3 separate regions of the Sus scrofa genome follow, and regions 1 and 3 are each linked to region 2. Evidence: chromatin contacts called from public promoter capture Hi-C and targeted proximity ligation data. All regions are on one chromosome and are shown on one strand. The core of a region is the stretch at or near the end of the contact, and the rest is flanking DNA. Distances in the headings are between cores, read along the strand shown.

Region 1 (2,700 bases), core at 7-2,506, 210 kb before region 2:
TATGGACCATCAAGGCAGAAGGGGCTGATGGGCCATGAGAAAGTGATGCTGGCAGGGAACTGTTGGCCTTGATAGATCAAAGAGCTGCTGCTTGTGGGTACCAGAGCAATGGATGAAGGGGATGGAAGGGAGAAACACAGAGGGAGGGAGTCTAAATAGAGATCTCAGAGGGGGTAGGGGTGCAATTGCAAGCTGTAGGGTGTGAGCCTCAGAGACAGAGGGGAGAGGGTTAAGGTGACAGGAAAGGCCAGAGAACCAAGGGTGTGCTGAGATCTCCTCCACCCTTGCCTCTAAGGTTTGTACCCAGAAGACCTAAAGATGGTGAAAGAATGGAGTTCTCATTGGGGCTCAGCAGGTTAAGGACCTGATGAGTACCCATGAGGATGCTGGTCCAATGCCTGGCCTCACTCAGTGGGTTAAGGATCCAGCATTGCCGTAAGCTGCTGCTCAGATCTGGCGTTGCTGTGGCTGTGGCATAGGCCTGCAGTTATAGCTCTGATTTGACCCCTAGCCTGGGAACCTCCATATGCTGGGGGTGTGGTCCTAAAAAGAAAAAAAGATGGTGAAAGAAGAGATTGATTCATTTGTTCTGGGTGTGGTCTGGGCATCGGGATTTTTAAAAACTCCCCAGTAGATTACGATGTGCAGCAGAGTTTGAGAACCATGGGTGTAGACAAGGAGACACAGGGTCTGACAGAGAAAGAGACAGGGGGGCAACAGGAAGGTTGCCTGAGGCTGGCATGGCTGGTGGAGCCTGACCAGGGAAAGGGGCTTTAGAGGAGCAGCTGGGTAGGCGTCGCGTGTCCTGGGTTGTAGGTGAGAAGGTGGAGATGTTGTGATCTTCCCCTGGAGAACTAGAGAGTAAACGCGTGGGTGTACGCTGTGTGTGCGTTGGGCGGGTCGGGGTGTCAGCGCTTATAAGTGAGACAGAGACAGACGAGACCAGCGCCTGGCTCGCTCATCGTCTGTCCTGCACTGTGGCAGACTGGCCACTAGAGGGAGCGCCACGCCCGCACATGCAGGGCTGGCCCAGCAGGTTCCATTTGTGCTTCCACCTCTTTTGCTGACCGTTTCTATCTTCAAAGTTCAGGTACTGCAGCCGCATAGTCCTAGGGTTAACGCCAGGTCCCACTACTTCTAGGCTGTGTGACTTTAGCCAGTTACCCGACCGCTCCGTGACCCACTTTCGTCCGCGGTTCAGCGGGCACGGCGATGGCCCTGACCTGAGATGATTCGCAGGATGAATGAGGTCACGCCTGTGAAGCGCTGCTGCCACACTGAGGAATGGCTAATCCGACCTGACAGTGGAGGAGGTCTTGCCTCCGCCTCTGTCTTTCTCTGCTCTTGCAGCCCCTGCAATCCTGCCCTACCCAGCCCAGATCCAGGGTGAGAAATGGAAGGTGACTTCTGGACTGGGGGAAGAGCAGAGGCTGGGGTGGGGGTGGCCTCCGGCAGGCACAGCCCTGGCTGAGCTCCCCCTTTTCCTGTTCAGTCTTGCTGGTTCTCTCGTTTCTGGAGCAAACCTCTCCCTGTGGCTCATTCCTGGCCGTGGTCTCATCCTTCTGCCTCCAAGCCTCCTTCTGCACCTGCAGATACCCAAGAGATTAGCAGCTGCCCTTGCCTGGCAACCACATCATCCCCTGATGGATGTCACTGCCTGTACCTGAGAGGCTCAGAGGGGGGTACCTCTTCCCAGCCATTCTCCTAACTGCCCCTGCTCCTGCCCAGCTTCTGCCCAGACCAGCCAAGAGCTGACCTCTGAGGCTACACCCCAGGTGGTGTCTGCATTCCCAGGTTTGCCAAGACCCCCGGTGTGGATGTTGCAGTGGGCAGAAGGCTCACAGAAGCAGCCCTTCTATCCTATCCTTGGTCCCCCCCTCAAGGACAGAGCCTGCCTGACTTTTGAAAAATGATTTCAAAAATATTCTGCCAAGGAGTTCCCGTTGTGGCTCAGTGGGTTAAGAACCTGACTAGTATCTATGAGGAAGCTGGTCTGATCCTTGGCTTTACTCAGTGGGTTAAGGATCCAGGGTTGCCATGAGCTGTGGTGTAGGTCACAGACGCAGCTCGGATCTGGCATTGCTGTGGCTGTGGCATAAGCTGGCAGTTGCAGCTCCGACTTGACCTCTGGCCTGGGCACTTCCATATGCTGCAGGTGCAGCCCTAAAAAGAAAAAAAAAAATGCCAATATTTTAAAAATCAGGGCATTATAGCTTAGGATCCAGATTTCCAGCTTCTCCTGAAAAATTGGAAGCTCTGAAAAGCTGAGTTCACATTCCCACAATGACAGCAGTGGGCCACTGGGGATAGGGACCACCATTCAGATGAGCCAGGGCTCTCCAGATCACCCTGTCCCCACCCAAGCCATGTTCCCCCATTCACAGTCCCGCCTTGGTTCCTGTGGGCATCTCAGTGTGTGACCCTGTGAAAAGAGACCTGTTCCTAAAAGGCTTCATGTAAACATGTCCAGGATTGCAGCTGCTGGCCCAAGGCAGGCAGGAATGCAGAGGTAGGCGGGTGGGAAGCCCTAGAAATGAGAGCAGACCCTCAGGGGCCAGGAATCCTTGGGGACCAGAGAGCTGCTAGTGTCCTCCGCTTCTGGTAGAATTTCATGGTCCAGGGGCTGAAGGCAGACTGAGCATGCGAGTGCACGCCTCCCCGTGTCCGCTCCGTCAGCAGATCCTGCCACTTCTCCTCACT
Region 2 (2,700 bases), core at 45-2,544:
TCCCAAGTCCCTCCCTCCCCATTGGCCAAACTGTGGGCCGCGCGCCCCCCTCCATTGGCTACGGCCAGGGACCCCTTCCCGCAGCTGACTCCCCATTGGCTGAAGCTCCGGACCGCGAGACCCTTCGTGGTAATGGAGCCGGGGACCCCTATCACCTCTTCACCCCCCCAACTCGTTCCGACGCCGCTGGCGGGATGCGCCCTGCCTGCCCTTAAGGCCCAAGCCCCGAGCAGTGACTGGTCGCTCAGAGCTGAGCGCGCACCCTCAATGTCCCGGTGGCTAGCCGCGGAGGCTTTCCTCCGACCTGTTAGAACCTGAAGGGCCCACCCCCAGCTCCACGGGATTTCCCCACTCCCCCTGGCGTCCCTCAAAGGTGGCCAGAGGCTAGAGGTCTGCCTCGCGCGGTGTACAGGTCTCGGCCACCTTGGCTCCGGCGCCCGGAAACCCACACGTTCTCACCTGGCGCTGCCGATGGCCGCTGCCCCTGGCCTCTCCTGATGTTGCTGCTGCGGCGGCGGCGGCTGTGGCGCCAAGATGCCCTCGGTTCCCCGGCGGAGTCCGCTCCCGGCAGCGGCTGCAGGCCCTAGGCAGGGGGAAGCGGCCGCGGGAGGCCCTGGGGGAGCCGAGGTGGAGGCCAGGGGCCCCGGGAGGCCGCCGTTGGGAGGGCTGGTGCCCCCAGGAGGCCGTCGGGCCACGGCCTGTTGCGTGGGGGGCGGCTGCTGGGGCTGGGAGGTCTGTTGTGGCGGCTGAGGCTTCAACATGATGGCAGCGTCCGGAAAGGGAATTAGGGGGAAGGGAGGGAGAGAGGAGGCCGGGGCTGGGGCCCCGCCGGAGAGCGCGGGAAGCGAGGTGGACTGGGAAGCTGGGGACCCGCCGTTGGCGGGCGGGGGCGAGCCCCGCGGTGTCGGGGGTGGATAGAGAAGACCGCGGCGCGAGGAAGCGCCGCGAGGCGGAAGGGGAGGGGGTCTCGCGGGCCGGAGGAAAGCGAGAGGGCGCGAGCCGGCTTGGCGCGCGTGCGCGTCGCCGGGGAAAAGGGAGGGGGAGGAGCGCCCGGGCGGGAGCTCCCGAAGGGGGAGGGGCGGGGAGGAGGGAGCGTCGGCGCGAGATGTCCGAGCGCACCGGGGCGGTTAGCTCCGGGCGACAGAGGAGGGAATAAAGAAAGGTGAATCTCGCGCCTCTAGCCTTTGGAGTGGGAGAGGAGCAGCGCGGGCGCTCACGCGCGCCAAGGATTTAGGGTCTCTAGATCTCAAGCAGCCCAGAAGACTGCCGGCCGCTGTCGCTTCACAATGAGCGTGTGAAGCGCTGGGGGAGGAGCCGAAGCAGCAGAGAGGAAGGAAGAGCCGGCCGCCCCGCCTACGCCGCCGGCGTAGCGTCGGGATGCCTCCGCAGTCTTGTGAGAAGTCACGACGTAGCGTGCAGTTCTTCCGCCATTCGGGGGCCTGTGGGCGGAGTCTTGAGTGCAAAAAAAAAAAAATCCCGAGAGTAGACCCGGGACTTCGCTGAAGCTGGTGGTAGTTTCGTGGGGAGCTACTCTCGGAGCTTATCTGATTTACATAAAAGCCTGATAGGCGTTAAAGATAGCAGTTTGGAGATAAATATCTGCCTAATTCTAAATTATATTATATGGTTTTCAATATAGTAATTTCTCCACGCCCTGGAACGGGACTCTTAAACTAGCAGCAAAGAGACTGTCTGAAGGCCAAAGTTCCTAGAGTCTAGTTCAAAATCCTCCACCCCACTCGACAAGGAAGGTAGCCTTCATTCATTCAAATTAGTTGGTCATTAGGACATTAGGCTAGGTGTTTTCGATATAACTGTAATGAAATTACTTCCTGCCCTTGTCAAGGAGTTTAAACTAGTGGTAGATTCAGACAATTAGATCTCTTAGGTGAAGCACGGGGCACTAAGAGTAGATAGGAATGACATCTAATTCAGCACTGGGTGATGGGTTTCTAGGCAGGGGGCATAGGATGTGACAAGTTAGGAAAACTTCAGCATGTCTGGAGTATGAAATTAAAGAGGGAGGAGGTTGAAAAAGGAAACTGGAAAATTAAGTAACGTGGGACCAGATATTAAGGAGACATGAGCATAATCCTCAAAGCAGTGGCCACAGCAACACCAGGCCAGAGCCACATCTGTGAGCTACAACACTGCTTGCAGCAATGCCAAGTTCTCTAACCCACTGAGTGAGGCCGGGGATTGAACCAGCATCCTCATGGATACTAGTCGGGTTTGTTAACTGCTGAGCCAAGATGGGAACTCCCACTAGTTGGATTTTTAACCTGTTGAATCACAAGAACTCCCAGATTTACATTTTTTTAATGAACTTTATTTTTTTTTTAACGGCCACACCTGCAGCATATGGGATCAAATCCTAGCCACAGCTGCAGCCTACGCCACAGCTGAGGCAACGCCATATCCTTAATCCACTGTACTGGGCCGGGGATAGAACCGGTTCAATTTTTAAAAGATTACCCTTTGCAGTGTGGAAAATAGAGTGGAGGAGTGATGAGTCTGTGGTTTCAATCCCAGATAAACTTCCAGTGTCTTTCTCTCTCTTCACTCCAGACATCAGCATTGGGACTCTTGCAGCTTTCATTTCTCCCCTAAACAGGCACACACTTCACTCAAAGTCTGCCTTGCTCTTGGGTAGTGTTCCTTCATCCCGCCTGACTCCTAGCTTTGAGAGTGTTAGGTTCC
Region 3 (2,700 bases), core at 122-2,621, 160 kb after region 2:
GCGCAGCCAGCGCAGGGTGAGCGGGAGGCGCGCCCACGGGGGCACGCGCAGCATGTGTGCCAGCACGCGCAGGTGGAAGGCGAAGGCTGCCTCGCCGCGCAGGCGCGGACCCAAATGGGCCAAGCGGCGCGAGGCCTTCGGGTGCTGCCAGGCCCATTCGAACTGCAGGTGGGGGGTATGGAGCTTCAGGGCCGCCCAGGGAAGGCCTCAAGCCCTAGGCACCGCCCCTCAACCGCGTCCTCCCACCTTCCCATCTCCTTTCTTACCCGAAGGGCGGCCACCGCGGAGGGGAAGCCGTGTACTATGAGCACCATCTCCCTGGGGATGAGAAAGTGGGCGCAGCCTGTGAGATCCCTTCCCCATCTGGTGTCAAACTGAAAGCCCTAGTCATAATGCGCCTCCAGTCCCACGCAAAAGTGGATCACACCTGACCTCAAGCTTAGCCCACGAGGCCCTACCCCGTCTCCTCGCACCTGCTAACCTTAGGTTAACCCCCAGGCACAGGTACTTAATTGCCCTTCTCAGTTCCTCTCCCTTCCAGGCTTCCTCTGTTCCAACCCAGCCTTGTTCACCAAGCTCCCTGTCGCTGGACCAAACCTAGATCATCATTCCCCTGCCCACCCAACCCCCTCCTCTGAGACCCACAGCCAAGTTTCACAGTGCTCCTGCGCTCCATCCCCGCGATAGGCCCTCTCTAGTCCCTAGGACCCCGCACCCAGCCCCTTGGGTCAGCCTCCATGCTGGCCCCGCCCACCGTCACTGGCCTGGCCCCGCCCCTCTCGGCCGGCCTCTCCCCCGCCGGGCCACGCCTTCTCCACGAAGCCCTCCTCCTGACTTTGGCCAGCTCCCTCTTACCAAGGCCCGCGGCCACTGGTCCGCCAGGCCCCGCCTTTTTTACGGCCCGCGTTGTGCTGCTGCTCCCGACGAGCAGGGTTGACTGTGAACCCCACGTAGACGCGACCTCGGTGTCGAGGGTTCAGGCAGTAGAGCAGGTAGACGCCGAAGAAGCGCCCGGCCCTCGCCGCGACCCCCGCGGGGCCCATTGGAACTTGCTCTGGCCTGTGACCCTGGAGAGAGCAGGCTTGCCAGGGCTGCCAGATGCTTGTCTAGGAAAAAGCGCTTGGGGCGATCCCGAGTACCCTAAAGGCCACAGCAGTGCAGGCTAGTGCACCCTCTCCTAGCTGGACCTAGGGTATTCAAACCGGCGCACAGAACCCAGGCTGCTATGCAGACGGCAGGCACCAATGGGCGTCCGCTGGGGCCGATTCGGTCCTTATGCAGACTCTCATTGGCTGACAGATGTTAGGAGCAGAACCCCCCAGGATTGTTGGAAAACCGGGCTTGAGAGAGGACGGAAGTGCTGAGTTTACCGACGCCTTAGTAAGGGCGGAAGTAGAGGTCTCAGCGGAAGTGGCGCCAGTAAGGGCGGAAGCAGTGTGGCCGGGGTCCGGGCTGGGGTTCCGTCCCCGCTGGGCTGCTGCCCTCGCTGGGCTGCTGCAATGGAACTCAGCGCCGATTACCTCCGGGAGAAGCTGCAGCGGGACCTAGAGGCTGAGCACGTGGTGAGTTCAGCGGCCTAGACTTGCCCGACGAGGGCAACAGGGCTCCTGGGGGGCGACTTTGGCACCACCCGCACCATTCTGCCCCGTAGGAAGTGGAGGACACGACTCCCAATCGTTGTGCGTCCAGCTTCCGAGTGCTCGTGGTGTCGGCTAAGTTCGAAGGGAAGCCTCTGCTTCAGAGACACCGGTGAGACCCCTCGGGACACCTCACTCAAAGCAATCCCGCTTCCGGGACCACATCCCTGGCCACTCCCCAAAACCTGACTCCCTCACGCCCGCCAGTGTGGCCCAGAATCGCAAACCACGACCCCAGGGATCCCACCTTTGTGGCCTCTACTTCAAATATTAAGATCTAAGCCCGCTGCCTCTCTAGTTTCCAGGTGCTGAGGGCACCTCCACTCTCCCGGCTCACTCTAGCTTTGGGGACCGCGACCCAGGCCCTGACGTGCCTTTTTCTAACCCCATCTCTCTCCCAGGCTTGTGAACACGTGCCTATCGGAAGAGCTTCCGCACATCCATGCCTTTGAGCAGAAAACCCTGACCCCAGAGCAGTGGGCCCGTGAGCAGCAAAAATAAGGAAACCAGACCCACACACCTATTAAATTATGAATCAGGGCCAGCTTCTGTGTCAGTGTGGTGTGTGTAGGAGGGTGGGAAGCATGCAGAGGCTGAGTCTAGGGCCTGGCTTCTCCCTACCTCTTACTCTCTCCATTGTTTTACTTTGGGCAACTCCCTCTCCACACATAGGCCTCTGTGTCTATAAAGTGAAAGTTCTCTCTTTAAAGTCCCTTCCAGGGTAGGCCTCACAGGTCTACTCTGTAATTCTTGGTGGACTCCCTAGGGGTACTGCCACTACCCACCCAACTCTCCCCCCCTCCCCCGCCCCATTCATTGATCATTGCTGGGGGTTCCTGCTCTGTCCTCCTTCAAGATGAACAGATAAGGAGTTCCCGTCATAGCTCAGTGGTTAATGAATCCGACTAGGAACCATGAGGTTGCAGGTTCAAACCCTGGCCCCGCTCAGTGGGTTAAGGATCCAGGTTGCCATGAGCCGTGGTGTAGGTGGCAGACGAGGCTCAGACCCTGCGTTGCTGTGGCTCTGGCTCAGGATGGCGGCTACAGCTCCGATTAGACCCCT

What was found. Promoter capture Hi-C pulls out the DNA fragments that hold promoters and counts their contacts.
Region 1: a targeted proximity ligation map of alveolar macrophages shows a contact between it and region 2. A contact is called at or near these places in 3 of 5 promoter capture datasets (fetal liver, fetal skeletal muscle and skeletal muscle), 13 of 47 Hi-C or Micro-C datasets (alveolar macrophages, embryonic fibroblasts, fetal skeletal muscle and 6 more) and 2 of 2 datasets of targeted methods (alveolar macrophages and skeletal muscle).
Region 3: a promoter capture Hi-C map of liver shows a contact between it and region 2, with 2.4 times the contacts expected there. A contact is called at or near these places in 1 of 5 promoter capture datasets (liver), 1 of 47 Hi-C or Micro-C datasets (embryonic fibroblasts) and 1 of 2 datasets of targeted methods (alveolar macrophages).

The regions. Positions count from the first base shown.
Region 1 is chr3:18,714,632-18,717,331 of Sscrofa11.1, reverse strand. All of the region lies in intron 1 of SBK1 (serine/threonine-protein kinase SBK1), which reads left to right. Among named protein-coding and RNA genes, the nearest start is that of SBK1, 17 kb to the left of the region's middle.
Region 2 is chr3:18,504,686-18,507,385 of Sscrofa11.1, reverse strand. It overlaps ATXN2L (ataxin-2-like protein), which reads right to left and starts at 1,294. Exons shown (of 21, transcript XM_021088041.1): 1 at 460-1,294. The coding sequence starts at 761.
Region 3 is chr3:18,345,172-18,347,871 of Sscrofa11.1, reverse strand. It overlaps SLX1A (structure-specific endonuclease subunit SLX1), which reads right to left and starts at 1,371. Exons shown (of 6, transcript XM_021088035.1): 1 at 856-1,371; 2 at 267-318; 3 at 1-162. The coding sequence starts at 1,043. BOLA2B (bolA-like protein 2) reads left to right here. Exons shown (of 6, transcript XM_021088036.1): 3 at 1,300-1,429; 4 at 1,432-1,562; 5 at 1,652-1,749; 6 at 2,039-2,181. The coding sequence ends at 2,138.